5 separate regions of the Mus musculus genome follow, and regions 1, 2, 3 and 5 are each linked to region 4. Evidence: chromatin contacts called from public HiChIP or PLAC-seq and promoter capture Hi-C data. All regions are on one chromosome and are shown on one strand. Each heading gives the region's core, a stretch centred on a gene start, on an enhancer-like site or on the middle of the called end of the contact. The rest is flanking DNA. Distances are from core to core; before and after follow the strand shown.

Region 1 (2,700 bases), core at 53-2,552, 2.5 Mb after region 4:
AGGTACTGGGATACACGCTCTGTGTGTGTGAGTGAGGCCAGCTTAGTACTCCCTCGCTCATGCTGGCCTTGAAGTCTACTGTTTTCCTGCCTCAGCCTCCCAAGTGCTGACATTATAGCCAATCCCCACGATTACTGGTTAAGTGATGTGTAAGGCAGGCAGGGGATGAGTCTCGGTCGGGCATGGAGTGTGTTGTCTAGCATGAACAGCCTCTGGATTTGTTCATCGGCACTGCATAAAACTGGGCATAGTGGCTGTATTTGGGGGGTAGAGGCAGGAGGATCAGAAGTTTAAATACTACATGGGATATAATGTTCTCCAAACGGATGGAGAGTCGGTTCAGTGGTTGGGAGCACTGGCTGCTCATCCTGAGGTGCTGAGTTCCCAGCAACCAGAGTGGCTCACAACCATCTACAGTGGGATCTGACACCATCTTCTGTCTGATGCACCCTTCGATTACGAAAGCATAGAAGCACACAGACTGCTTATATACATTAATGAATAAAGACTCTAAAACAGCAGAACCTGTACACCCACTTTCAATCCCAGCACTCAGGAAACGGGCTGGGGAAGGCTGGTTCTTTGAAACCAGCCCGGGCTACCGAATAAGACTGTTTCAAAACAACCCAAAGCAGCATTTCCGGGTTGCTCAGAAATGCCATCTAGTCCGGTGGTGGCAACTCGCCTTTTTAACCCCAGCATTCCGGAGGCAGAATCTCTCTGAGTTCGAGGTCAGCTTGCTCTACATAACAGGCTCTAGGACAGCCGGAGCTACACAGAGAAACTCTGTCTCGAATTTTCAAAAAAAGCCTTCTAAAGTTCTGGTTCACGTTCTACAGTGAGTTCAGCCTCTGGGGTGGGGGGGTGGGGGGGAATCCTCCCCGTAGGTGGCCTGGAAGCGACACTCACCATTGTGGGGCGAAGTCTGCAGGGGCTTGGATAAGCCACAGTTCTGTATCTGGACCTGTAAGCGCCTCCAAGGAGAAACGGGAGGGTTCCGAGTCTGGCGACATCTCCGTGAAGTGGGGAGGGCAGGAGAACCGAGTGGCACCTGAGAGGAGACAGTCGGGGGGGGGGGTCCTTTTGACATGGCCAACCTCTCAAAGTACCCGTTGGTCCCTCACCCGCCCGGCAGCCCTCCCCAACCCCTTCTGCACCCAGACCCTCCCGGATGCCCTTCGTCTCCACCAGTTCAAGCTCCACTCACTGCAGGCCTGGGTACCCGCCATTCCAGCTCCGGAGGGGCCCACGCAGGACCTGCGCGGAACGCTGCCCACCACGTGGATCCAAGGGGTGGAGCCGCACCCGGAAGCATCCAAGTCCTGTAGGAGAGCTGGGCCGTGGCTCGGCGCTGTCACTATTTGCAGAACCCGGATAACCTCCACTCTTAAATTTCACACAGCATAGGATTAAATAATTTCTCGACGATGCCCTGCAGGGGGAAATCAGTTCCCTGTTCGTCAGAAACGCAAGCTAGCTCGGATCTAGGGTGCCTGTTCCCCCGACAACTTTGCTCACGTGGTTTCTTCCAACACCGTCTTAAAGGGGCAGTGACTCGCCTAGGCCACGGCTTTTAAAGAGACAGAAGATCTATTTGCAGCATTCTTGCAAAAGCTAGGTAAGAATTCTGGTTGTCACGATTGTACTTTTAAAGCTAGAGTGTATCTTCGGAAGTCCCTGGTGCAGCGAACGTGGAAGATTTAACTGAACCAGGTCGGAAAATAGAGAAAAGTGTACGAACGGAGCATTTTAATAGCAATCAGAGGCGGAGCTTCTGAAGTCTAGGGGAAGCGGGAAACTGAGGGGGAGGAGTCTGCAGAGTCATGGGAGGAGCCTCGGACCCCAGAGCCCCAGAGCCTGGCTTGAAACGGGGTGAGGGTTAGTGTCAGGGAAGACTTGTAGATGTCCTCGTGGACTTAGTGTCCGGAATGGGAAGTATTCCTCACGGTTCCGAGGCAGGTAGAGGTGCAGCTGGTCGGTCCCTGTCTGCTCCGCGGCCCAAGTAAACAGCGGCGCGTGCACGTGGGATTTGGGGGACGTGCCCACGCCCCCTCCCAGCAGGACTGCAGCGCATGGGGTGGCGGGTGGAGCCGCGGGACGGTGGCGAGACAGGGAGACTCGACTGCATTCCTGGCCGGTGTGTCAGCGTCGCTGCCCGCCCCTTCTGCGGAGATTTTGGAGACTCCTCCAGCATTGGGATGCTCCCCCCTTCTTCTGAGGCTTTTGAGAACAGAGGTCACCAAGGCTACGAAGGAGTGTTCCCTCCGCCAGGAATCTCCAGACTATGTGTCCACCCTCGCGCGTGGGCGAGAAACTCTGGGGCTCGCCCTTTGTGGGCTTCAAAACTCCAATTCCCAGATAACTCGAAGGTGGCTGGCGATGGACGTCGGTCAGGAGTCTGCTGGGGATTGTAGTTCAGCTTGTTGCTAGGCACGCCAGTAAATCGCCAATGCTGTGATGTTTTGTTTTGTTTTTTTGAGACAGGGTCTCTTTATGTAGTCCAGGCTGGCTCGGAATTCGCTGTGTAGATCAGGATGGCCTTGAACTTTCAGAGGTGCGCCTGTCTCTGCTTCTTAAGTACTAGGATTAGAGGCCCCTTATTTTTATTTTTTGTTTTATTTAGACAGATAACCCGGGGCTTGGAGTCCTGATTAAGGTGGGTCCTTTTCTCGCCATAGTATTGGTCGTGTGAATTTCTCC
Region 2 (2,700 bases), core at 12-2,511, 2.2 Mb after region 4:
TGGGAGAGACTTAGCCCACAGTACCCCTGGGTGAGAGGGCAGGGCAGGGGCCATCCCCACTCCTGCCCAAACTCCACCCCTTGCTATGGTCTGTGATTTTGAAAGTGTTAAATTATGGAAGCCCTGAGGGCCCTCCTTGTTCCCCTGGACCTCTTATTTATACTAAAGTCCTTGTTTGCACAGTGTTTCTGTTCCCTGGGGCAGGGTAGGGTGGGGGTTGCAGTACTTGGCCTCCAAGCTGTGCTCTGACCAAAGGAAGCCCAATCTTAGCTGTTTCCCCATCCCTAGCCCCGAGCAGAGAGCCCTCTGAAAGATGAGTCTCGACCCCCAAAGTCAAGAGGCTGAGATGGCCTTCCTACTAGGTCCTTGGAGATGTTTGAAACTTGTTTTAAACACCAGGACTATCCAAGCATGCTCTCCTTGGGGAGAGGAGGATGCTGGAATTGACTGCACTCCCTGCCTCCTCTGAACATGCCTTTGCAGTCTGCTGCCCCTGGCCCATTTATGACTGGCCATCTAGTGCCAGCTGGAGGTCATGATTTCCTCCCCAGAGAACTGGCCACCCTAGAAAGAAGCTAACTTGTCGCCTGGCTTGCTGTCCAGGCAGCTCCGCCCTCAACCCCTAAAATGTTTCTGTCTCTAATCCTAGCCCAGGCAGGAATGTGGCTGCCCCGGCCTGTGGCCAAGGAGCTATTTTGGGGTTCTCTTTTGCTTAAGGAGGGCCTGGATCCACCACTTGCCTCCCCCAGGCTGGGGCCAGCAGGTCACCCCTGGCCCTGGCGGCTGAGCAAACTCTCTCCTGATCTTCCTTCTACCTCCTGCCAAAAAATGGGGGGGCGGGTAATACAGCAGGCACAGGGGCTAAATTTAACTGTCCCAAAGTCGGAATCCATTGCTGAGTCACGAAGAAGCTGCCCCTGGCCTTTGCCCCCCCCACTACCCCCTCACCCCCTGTTGCCCAGGCATCAGCCCTTTCCCCCAACCCCTCCCAGCTCTGAGTCTATAGACTGGCTCTCCTGGGCACTGACACCTCCCACCTGTAACTCCCTGTGCTCTCTTTATGGGTGGGTAGAGTCAATGGGGGGGGGCAACCCTGGAGTATTACTCTGTCCCCTGACATTGGGCTCTGAAGAGTTTTGAGGGGCCCTGGAAGAAGGGAGTTGGGGTGTTGGCTCAGGAGGGGTTAAAAACTGGGAGGCGGGAGGGGGGCTGGGCCAAGGGGTGGAGAAAAGAGGAGGAGGCCTTAAGCATAGAACTGGCCAGAGAGACCCAAGGGATAGTCAGGGACGGGCAGACATGCAGCTAGGGTTCTGGGGCCTGGACAGGGGCAGCCAGGCCCTGTGACGGGAAGACCCCGAGCTCCGGCCCGGGGAGGGGCCATGGTGTTGCCTGCCCAACATGTCAGCCGAAGTGCGGCTGAGGCAGCTCCAGCAGCTGGTGCTGGACCCAGGCTTCCTGGGACTGGAGCCCCTGCTCGACCTTCTCCTGGGCGTCCACCAGGAGCTGGGTGCCTCTCACCTAGCCCAGGACAAGTATGTGGCCGACTTCTTGCAGTGGGGTGAGTATGGATAGGAAGCCTGGGGTTGGGTGCAAGGCAGAGGTGGGTCTACAGGGCAAGAATGGGCTATGGAGGGGCAGGAGGGCCTGGAAAGGGCTTTTTGTAAGGGAGCCAAGCAGAGCTCATGACCTGACCCCAAGCTCCCCTGGTGAGGCACCAGGGTCAGTGAGGCCACCTATGACTCAGCCAGTGCAGGCTGGGGTGGGCATAGCCTCCTGCTATCTCAGCACCCACACTAGGACCTGGCAGCTTTCTCTTTTAGGACCCTTGGCTCCTCAAACTGGCTTCATAGCCCTCCCCAGTTTCCCAGAGTGTGGGGAGGGACAGCGTGGGGCAGCTGCCAGGGTGTGGCCCATAGGCAGGTGTTTGGCGTCTGCCTCCCCAGCTGCCCTGACAGGTGTCCAGGAGCTATGAGGGCACTGTGACTCACAGAGGCCCTGGGGGAGAACCAGCCCGGCAGACAGGCGCCACCGAGCACCCTTTCTGTTCCCCAAATTAAGAGGAAGGAACAACTTCAGCTTCTGAGTGTGCCCATCCCTAGCACTCTGATCCCGCCCAGCCTTTGTGGGCCAGATTGGTCATCCCTCCTGGCTTCTCATCTGCTTTTGTGGTTCTAGCTCAAGACCTCTAATTCCTCTGCTGACTTAAATGCCCTTCCCCAGAGGTCTTCTCAGGCCTAGTGGACAAGCTTGGAGCCTTATCTGCTCCTGCCCAACATTGAGCCAAAGCTCCAGCTTACCCCAGCTTCCTTACAAGTAACGACCTGTTTTGTTGCTCTGTGCCTATTATTAAGGGTCCAGGTCTTGATTCTTGGCTGTCTGCCCATGTGTGTGACCCTAGTGCATTCTCCCCTCCTCCCCCGTTTCACAGATGGAAAGGTTGAGGCCATCGGTTAGACTGCTAAGCCTGTGAAAGACTTTTTCTCCTCTCCAGTCTTTAGTGTCTCCCTCAACCTTTCTTTTGAAGGATGGGGTTTGGGCTGGCAGGGTAAACTGAGAACTGGGGTGGGGGCAGGGGGTCTGACCCTCTGGGAAGGAGCAGTCCTTTTGTGGCCTGAGCAGCATCCTGTGGGCCCCTCCCCTGCCAGGCCTGGGCGGGGGAGGGGGCCTGGGTTCCCGCTGCCTTAAAAGGGCTCAACGCCT
Region 3 (2,700 bases), core at 59-2,558, 2.7 Mb after region 4:
CTGCTCACTCACAATCTTCTCATAGTACTCCCGACGCCGCTCCGCCCTCTTCTTGTAGTCCACCATCATGCCTCGAAGTTTCCGCTCATGCTTCCGAGCCTCGTGCCACATGGTGCTGAGGCTTCTGCCTGAGGGAGGAGGGCACCAGACATGTCAAAGGGACTATAAAGACCACGTGGGTAGAGTTACAGTCCTCTGACATGTTGGGGTTGATCCTGATGGACTAAATTCCAAGTCCCATGGCTTCAGGGGAGAGAGAGACCCTGCTGCAGACCAGGACGCTGAGTGCACAAAAGGACTCCTAACAGTCCTGTGGCAGTAGCTCCAGAACTATGAGAAAGCTCTCTGTGACCTAGGTAAGATCTTCTCCTGGGAAAAAAAATCCTCCTAGATTCTGCTCGCTAAAGTCCATATGAAAGACTATAGAGTAGATAGCCTTTGGAAGGCTGATGCAGAACTGTCTTGAGTTCAAGGCCAGCCTTGGTTACACTGTCCAGTGTAACCTAAATATGGAGATCCTACTTTAATTAAAAAAAAAATGGCTGGGAGTGATGGTGCATGCCTTGAATCTCAGCAGTGGGAAGGCAGGACAGGCAGATGTCTGAGTATGGAGCCAGCCTGGTTTATGTACTAAGTTCCAGGCTAGCCAAGGCTACATAGTGAGATGCTGTCTGGAAAAATAAAAATGGAATTTTTGAAATAAAAGGAATGTCTGAAACCGATCCGTAGCTGCCAGGGCTGGGCTCACAAGAACCCCTAAGATCCCTCTGCAGGAACCATGCATGGTACGGGAGGGGGGTGCAGCAGTGTTGTAAGGTAGGTTAGTGGAGAGAGGCAACAGCACAGCCCAGACACGCTTGGGGAGGGGGGTGAGGCCAGGTGAAGGGCGTGGACAGAGGATGAAGATGGTCAGGCGGCTGAGCTCTAAAGGAGGGACGTGAAGCCGGCCAGGCAGGCTAAAAAGAGAGAGTGCGGCCCTGGGCCGGAGCGATGGGTGAAAGACAGGGACGGAGCTGCGTCTGGGGACCAGGGTCCGTGCCGAACCCCAAAGCCCGGATTCGGGCCTGAGGAGGGGCGAGGGGCGCAGCCTGAGGCCTGTCAGGGCGGAAGCAGGCGGGGCCGCCGTCGGGGCCCGGCGGACACCCACGGTGATCTCCGGAGCGCCTCGGACAAGGATGAGGTCGACTGCCACCGCTCGGAAGCCGGGAGGTCGGGGTCGGATGCCTGCACTCACCGGCCAGTCGCCGCCTCCCACTGCTGCGCTCGCGCGCGCTCACGACCCACACCGGAAGCGGAAGTGAGAGGTTGAGCGAAGGAGAGAGGCGGCGCTGCACAAAAGGCACTTCCGCGGTCGAGAGGAAGGGCTCTGGGATGTGGGCGTGGCTCTCGCGATTATGGGCGGGGCCTGCAGGGTGGCACCATCTGGGACCTGTCCTAAAAGTGAGAGCTTAAGTAGAGGAACCCAGAATTCCAGACACGTTTTGTTGTTGTTTTTAAAGATTTATTTCTTTTAGGGGCTGGAGTGGTGACAATCGATTGAGAACTGGAAGCTCTCGCCAAGGTCCTGAGTTTAATTGCCCGCACTCACATAGGGCTCACAACCAGTCTCTTTTTTTTTTTTTTTTTTTTTAAAGATTTATTTATTTATTATATGTAAGTACACTGTAGCTGTCTTCAGACATTCCAGAAGAGGGAGTCAGATCTCATTACAGATGGTTGTGAGCCACCATGTGGTTGCTGGGATTTGAACTCTGGACCTTCGGAAGAGCAGTCGGGTGCTCTTACCCACTGAGCCATCTCACCAGCCCAACAACCAGTCTCTTAACTGTAGTCCTATGGGATCCAGTGCCCTATTCTGATGTGCATACATGCCGAGAAAACACCCATATGCATAAAATACAAAAATAGAAAAGTCTTTTTAAAAGATTTATATTGCCGGACAGTGGTGGCACACGCCTTTTAATCCCAGCACTTGGGAGGCAGAGGCAGGTAGATTTCTGAGTTCGAGGCCAGCCTGGTCTACAAAGTGAGTTCCAGGACAGCCAGGGCTACACAGAGAAACCCTGTCTCGGAAAAAAAATATTATGTGTATGCCTGAAGGTGTATGTTTCTCTGAGATGTATACACACACATATATATTATATAATTTTATTTAATCCTATATGTACATATATATGTATACATATATGTACGTGTATATGTATATATAAATATATATGTATACACACAGACATATATGTGGGATTAATAAAAATTATCTGTAGGTTGTGTTCAGTTAATTCAACAATAGCAGGCTAGGAACAGAAAGGCCAAGAACTCAGTAGATCAGTAGATGCTCGGGCTACAAGGCTGGATGCCTCAGCTGGTCTTCAGTATACACTAGAACCACAGAGAAGGCTCTAACGCCAGTGAAGGAATGGACTTGCTAGCAAGACGATGGCAAGCAGGCAAATACCTAAAGCTTCCTTCTTCCACATCCCTATATACAATCCAGCAGAAATCGTGGCCCAGATTAGAGCTGGATTAAAAGTGTGTCTTCCCATCTCAAGATCCAGATTAGAAATTGAGCTTCCAGGGGCTGGAGAAATGGCTCGGCGGTTAAGAGCACTGACTCTTCTTCTGGAGGTCCTGAGTTCAATTCCCAGCAACCACATGGTGGCTCACAACCATCTGTAATGGAATCCAATGCCTTTTTCTGGT
Region 4 (2,700 bases), core at 11-2,510:
CACACACACACACACACACACACACACACACACACACAATCTTTTTGCTTTTTTAAGGTTAAGGTCATTTTTTGGTTACATAGAAAGTTTGAGGCCAGCCTTGGCCACGTGAAATCTGTTTAAAAAAACAGCAGAGCAGCAGCAGCAGCAGCAAGAACAGATTTTTTAAAAAAAGAAAAGAAAAGAAAAGAAAGGAAAAGAAAAGAAAGGAAAGGAAGCCACACAAGGTGACTGGGGTCTCTAAGGTCCCCTCTGACCCTCCAGCAGGAACTGTGGAGTCAGTGAAGGTCCCATCACCTCTGTACTGACAGCTGGGCTGACACTGATCTGAGGGAGGCGGCATGGTCGGGGGAGGGTGTTGCTGAGGGAGGATGGGTGGAGCCTTGTGTGTGGGAGCAGAGCTGGAGCCTGAGATGGCTATCCATCGCCAAAGTGTTAGTATCGGAAGTCAGTGTCGTGAGCGGTGACTGGGGCCTGGAAGTGCTATGGTGCGAAGTAAAGGTCAACCTTTAATGGTGGGTCACCAAAGCCCTGTGAACTGCAGACCATGCATGGACTGTGCGTCCTGAGCTAGGAGCCCATGGATGAGGTCTGGTCAGGCGGCCTCCTTCTTCAACTCCTGGAAGGAGTGAATTGTGTCCAGGGACCAGGACTCTCCATGGTGTCTGGAAAACACTACATCATGGGGGAATTTCCTGGTCATTTCTCAATCCCAGGGCCAGGGCCTAACCCCAGGGCCTGAAGCCCAGAATAGCTCTCAGAGGCTGTTCACACACAGTTCAGGCCATGGCTAAGCTGGAGAACCACTCAGCACTAGGACCTGTCTGGCTTCCTTGGGTTGGTGGTGGTGGTGGTGGTGGTGGTGAGGTTCTGATACTAGGTAACACGAAGAGGGACTTAGATATGAATGCATTTGGAGAGGGGTGGGGCAGACAGACACAGAGGTAGAGACAGACAGACAGACATAGAGATGAGATGCTGGGGAGGGGGCACGTATGAAAAACAGAAAAGGTTGAGTGGGGGTGGAGGTGGCAGCAGGTGACTGTGCTGTGGACTGTATGAGGAAGAGGCAGGAGGAGAGGCAGAGGCAAGAGACGGATACTCAGAGCAGGAGATGGGGTACAAGCCAGGGAAAGCAGGCAGGGAGCCCGAGGGGGCCTCTGGAGACCAGCACAGGGGGAGGAGGGCGGGGCAGAGAGGAAATGAAAAAAGCTGGGGCGAGGAGGCAAGATGAGGAGGGAGGGGGAGGGCGGGCCCTAGGAGGGAGAAGCTGACAGAGATCTACACAGACTCGCACACAGACAGGAGAGACTGAGGGACTTCAGAAGGCAGAGGTGCTGGAGGGTCTAGAAAGCAGAAATGTCAAGGAGGTGACAGAGAAGTGTAGAGGAAAGAACAGGGGGTAGGGGACAGGGAACACTGAGGCACAAAGGGACAAGGACCTGACAGAGAAGGAAAGAAACAGGAGAGGGACAGACACAGGAGAAGACAGAAACAAAAGACAGAAACACACGGGCAACTGGGAATTGACTGGCAGATCCCAGATCCTATGAAGATGATGGCCAGCGATGGACATCCTGGACCCCCTTCTGTCACTCCTGGGAGCCCTCTCAGTGCAGGTGGCAGAGAGTGGCAGGGCATGGCAGGCTCCTGCTGGAATATCACCTACGTTCAAGACTCGGTAGGACCTGCCACCAGCACGCTGATGTTCGTGGCTGGTGTAGTGGGCAACGGGCTGGCATTGGGCATCCTGGGTGCCCGACGGAGGTCACACCCATCGGCCTTTGCGGTGTTGGTCACTGGGCTGGCGGTGACGGATCTGCTGGGCACGTGCTTCTTGAGCCCTGCAGTGTTTGTGGCCTATGCTCGAAACAGCTCTCTGCTGGGCCTGGCCCACGGTGGGACGATGCTGTGTGACACTTTCGCCTTCGCCATGACGTTCTTCGGCCTGGCCTCCACGCTCATCCTCTTTGCCATGGCTGTGGAGCGGTGCCTGGCACTCAGTCACCCCTACCTGTACGCCCAGCTGGACGGGCCGCGCTGCGCCCGCTTTGCCTTGCCTTCCATCTACGCTTTCTGCTGCCTCTTCTGCTCACTGCCCCTGCTGGGCCTGGGCGAGCATCAGCAGTATTGCCCAGGGAGCTGGTGCTTCATCCGCATGCGTTCCGCCCAGCCTGGCGGCTGTGCCTTCTCCCTGGCCTACGCCAGTCTCATGGCCCTGTTGGTGACCTCCATCTTCTTCTGCAACGGCTCCGTCACTCTCAGCCTCTATCACATGTACCGCCAACAGAGACGCCACCATGGCTCGTTTGTACCGACCTCTCGGGCACGAGAGGATGAAGTTTACCACCTGATTCTGCTGGCCCTCATGACCGTCATCATGGCCGTGTGCTCCCTGCCTCTCATGGTGAGTGTCCCTCGGAGCTGGGGTGCAGGGGGAGGAGTGGAGGGCAGCATCCATCTGTGCTCTCCACTTGTCGTGTCTATTTGACAGATGTGAAAACCGAGGCTCAGAAAGGGTCAGATGGTGACTTTGTGTTCCATGTACTCCTGAGTACTCCAAGAAGTCTCTCTGCTTTCTTTTCCTCCACTAGACAATCTCTAGCCCTTAGCTGTCCTGTCAACACCTCTCAGCCGGCTCCCCTATCCAACACACCGTTGTGATAACAGGATCCACAACTCACGGGCACTTGCTTTCTG
Region 5 (2,700 bases), core at 132-2,631, 2.3 Mb after region 4:
ACATCAAAAAACAAAACAAAACAAACAAACAAAAACCCAGAGCCAGAGGTCTGGCTGTGGTGACACTTAACTCCAGCAGTCCTGAGGCAGAGGCAGGAGGCTCTACTGAGTTGGAGACTAGTCTGGACTATATATCAAGTTCCAGGACAGCCAAGGTTACATAGTGAGACCCAATCTTTAAAAAGAAAGAAAGGAAGGAAGAAAGAAAAGAAGAGAGAAAGAGAGAAGAGAAGAGAAGAGAAGAGAAGAGAAGAGAAGAGAAAAAGAGAAGAAGAAGAAGAAGAAGAAGAAGAAGAAGAAGAAGAAGAAGAAGAAGAAGAAGAAGAAGAAGAAGAAGAAGAAGAAGAAGAAGAAGAAGAAGAAAAAAAAACTAACATAGGTAGGGATGGAGTCACTGGCCTGTAACTCCAGATTTTGGGAAATGGAGACAGAGCATGAAGGTAAGGAGTTCAAAACTGGCCTAGGCTATATAAGACCCTGATTCAAACAACAACAAAAAACCCAGGTATGGCAGAGCGGGCGCAGGGTAGGGTGTGGGCTGGGCTGGACTATAGAGTAATGTCTTCACTCAAAAATACAAGACAACAAAACAAAGCAAAATGAACCCCGTGGTCTGGGTCATGACTTGGGAAAGGCGGCCCCATCTTTAAATCCATTGTCAGTTTCTGTACCCCCTCCTTCCCTCCTAGTTCCCCAGTTTCCGAGCCTGCTCTGACTGACACCGCCAGCTGGTCCCGGGTTTCACAACTGGGTCTCTGTCAAAATACGGACTGGATAACGCCTTCCTGAGAGAGGAGGATTGTAGGAGCTAATAGCTTCTGTGGATGAAGTGGATTGGAAGGTTAGGGCGGGGCTAATGACTTGAGGGCGGGCTCTAAATTCTGAGGGCGGGGCTAACTCTACTAGAGCGTCTGGTCCAAGGTTCCAGTCCTGAGATGTTCAAGGGGGTGTGGCTATTTGCTCTAGGGGCGGGATTAGAACTTTTGTTGTTTCTAGATTTAGGGGGTGGAGCTAAGAGCCCTGGGGGCGTGTCTAGCTCTAATAAACAAGGAGCGGGGATCCGGCTAGGATACAGGCGCAGGTTATAGAATAACCTGTCATATTTAAGGTTTCAATGTCAAGTTCTGGTCGTGCGAGGGGACTTATGGGAAATCAGATAAAAGATTTAGAGGAGGCTTTCGGGAATAGGAGTGTCTTCTTTCACCCCATCCTCCTTCCAGAGCTGAGGGGCGACGCTTCAGGATGAAAAGCAGGAAGGACCCTGCCCCTTCAAACCCGTCCGCATCCTTATTGGCGGAGGAGCCTGCGCGACAGACTCTCATTGGTTCCTAACGGGAGAGGAGGGTGTAGAGAGAATACACTCAGGTTTGTGGGAGGGACCAGACAGTACCTAGGGGGACCCCGACGCAGCCAATCCTGACCTGAAGACTGTTGCGGGGGTTGGGGGAACGGACAGAGCAGTCTCTCGACACCCTTACAGGGCATCCTAGGGGATGACCCCTGTGCCAGGCTCAGAGCCGGCCGCCTGATGCTGGGTGGGCCGTGCTGGGGATGCTGGAACGAAGGGCGTTGCTATGGCAACGGGAGGCAGGGCCTGGGGGGGGGACCGGGCCCGAGCTGGGGCTGCGGGGGCCGGCGGTGGCTGTGGTGGGGCAATGGCGGAGCGCGGCCCGGCCTTCTGCGGCCTCTACGACACGTCCTCTCTGCTGCAATACTGCAACGGTGAGAGCCCCCTTCCTAGTTCAGACCCTGGCCCCGCCCAGGGTGGACCTACCTCCTCCTGCCCCAACCCTTTTCTTCCAAGTCCTTATCTCCTCCCTTGTGAGAGATTCTCCCTTTCTCCTCATCAACAGGATTCTGACCCCAAAACAAGGTCCTTTATCCCCAAAGTCACGATCCTGCTCCCCCTATCCCAACAAACACCTGCTCCGAAGGTGTCCAGACAGAGGGAAGGGTAAAGATCGTAGAGGAGCCTGTGAGGGAGAGGGCAGACCTGGGGTTGGGGTAGGGAGTCAGCTCGATGTGGAACTCTTTCTGCCCCCTACCTCCTCAGCCCCTTCCCCGGGACCCTTCCCTGTCTTTGGGCATAGCAGGGGGAAATGCTGAATTGAGGGCTGGGCTTGGGAATAGTAAAACAGCAGAAGACTTTCTGTACACTGCACTGTCTTCAGCTTTGCCTCTGCCCCCTCTCCCCACCCCAGGTAGAATCCTCTTCTCCCCTAGACAAATGTGTATGGCGCCAGTAGGGCCATTTTAGTACGAGGGGAGCTGGGCTGGAGGAGTGGAGAGGTAAAGAGACGCGGAGAGTGGACACTGGTCTCTAGGCCAGGAAAACGTCCAGGAGGAAGCCAAGAGCTTGAGTCATGGGGTGGGACCATCAGGCCAAGCAAGGCCTCAGATGAAAGCTGACGACCGTTCAGGGTCAATGTGCCCCCATGTCAATCAGGGGGCCTTGCCAAAGGATCATCTCAGAGTTTGGAGGTCACTCCCTTGGGCACACAAACACTTTGCTAGGGACCCCTAGAGTTGGCAAAGGAACTAGAATGTTATTTAATCCCCCATCTACCTTCTAAAGGTTAAGGACCACAGGGTGTCTCAGGCTAGGCCAAGTATGGGTTCTGGTCCTGAAAGAAAAGCTGTGTCCGAATCAAGTGGCTGGGATCTTCTGGATGACAGTCCTTGATGAGGCCTCTACAGCCA

Evidence for each region. Promoter capture Hi-C pulls out the DNA fragments that hold promoters and counts their contacts. HiChIP or PLAC-seq counts read pairs in DNA pulled down with a chosen protein or histone mark.
Region 1: an H3K27ac HiChIP or PLAC-seq map of bone marrow-derived dendritic cells shows a contact between it and region 4, with 7 times the contacts expected there. The contact joins the promoter of Cd3eap here to the promoter of Ptgir in region 4. A contact is called at or near these places in 3 of 39 promoter capture datasets (frontonasal cranial neural crest, hippocampal neurons and pre-B cells) and 3 of 115 datasets of contacts at active chromatin or transcription factors (bone marrow-derived dendritic cells, embryonic forebrain and embryonic stem cells).
Region 2: an H3K4me3 HiChIP or PLAC-seq map of bone marrow-derived macrophages shows a contact between it and region 4, with 7 times the contacts expected there. The contact joins the promoter of Dmpk here to the promoter of Ptgir in region 4. A contact is called at or near these places in 5 of 39 promoter capture datasets (the C10 cell line, cranial neural crest, embryonic stem cells and 2 more), 1 of 484 Hi-C or Micro-C datasets (B cells), 5 of 115 datasets of contacts at active chromatin or transcription factors (bone marrow-derived dendritic cells, bone marrow-derived macrophages, embryonic forebrain and 1 more) and 1 of 9 other capture datasets (adipose tissue).
Region 3: a promoter capture Hi-C map of frontonasal cranial neural crest shows a contact between it and region 4. The contact joins the promoter of Clasrp here to the promoter of Ptgir in region 4. A contact is called at or near these places in 2 of 39 promoter capture datasets (frontonasal cranial neural crest and hippocampal neurons) and 1 of 115 datasets of contacts at active chromatin or transcription factors (acute myeloid leukemia).
Region 5: a contact with region 4 is called in a promoter capture Hi-C map of embryonic stem cells, with 7 times the contacts expected there. The contact joins the promoter of Eml2 here to the promoter of Ptgir in region 4. A contact is called at or near these places in 1 of 39 promoter capture datasets (embryonic stem cells) and 1 of 115 datasets of contacts at active chromatin or transcription factors (embryonic forebrain).

The regions. Positions count from the first base shown.
Region 1 is chr7:19,358,181-19,360,880 of GRCm38.p6, forward strand. Cd3eap (CD3E antigen, epsilon polypeptide associated protein) reads right to left here and starts at 1,303. Exons shown (of 3, transcript NM_145822.2): 1 at 1,208-1,303; 2 at 910-1,051. The coding sequence starts at 1,229. It also overlaps a transcript of Ppp1r13l not described here.
Region 2 is chr7:19,082,597-19,085,296 of GRCm38.p6, forward strand. Dmpk (dystrophia myotonica-protein kinase) reads left to right here and starts at 1,262. Exons shown (of 15, transcript NM_001379257.1): 1 at 1,262-1,558. The coding sequence starts at 1,399. It overlaps Dmwd (dystrophia myotonica-containing WD repeat motif), which reads left to right. Exons shown (of 5, transcript NM_010058.2): 5 at 1-179.
Region 3 is chr7:19,603,178-19,605,877 of GRCm38.p6, forward strand. Clasrp (CLK4-associating serine/arginine rich protein) reads right to left here and starts at 1,309. Exons shown (of 21, transcript NM_016680.5): 1 at 1,235-1,309; 2 at 13-128. The coding sequence starts at 111.
Region 4 is chr7:16,905,230-16,907,929 of GRCm38.p6, forward strand. Ptgir (prostaglandin I receptor (IP)) reads left to right here and starts at 1,261. Exons shown (of 2, transcript NM_008967.3): 1 at 1,261-2,407. The coding sequence starts at 1,556.
Region 5 is chr7:19,175,040-19,177,739 of GRCm38.p6, forward strand. It overlaps Eml2 (echinoderm microtubule associated protein like 2), which reads left to right and starts at 1,382. Exons shown (of 22, transcript NM_001347582.1): 1 at 1,382-1,722. The coding sequence starts at 1,575.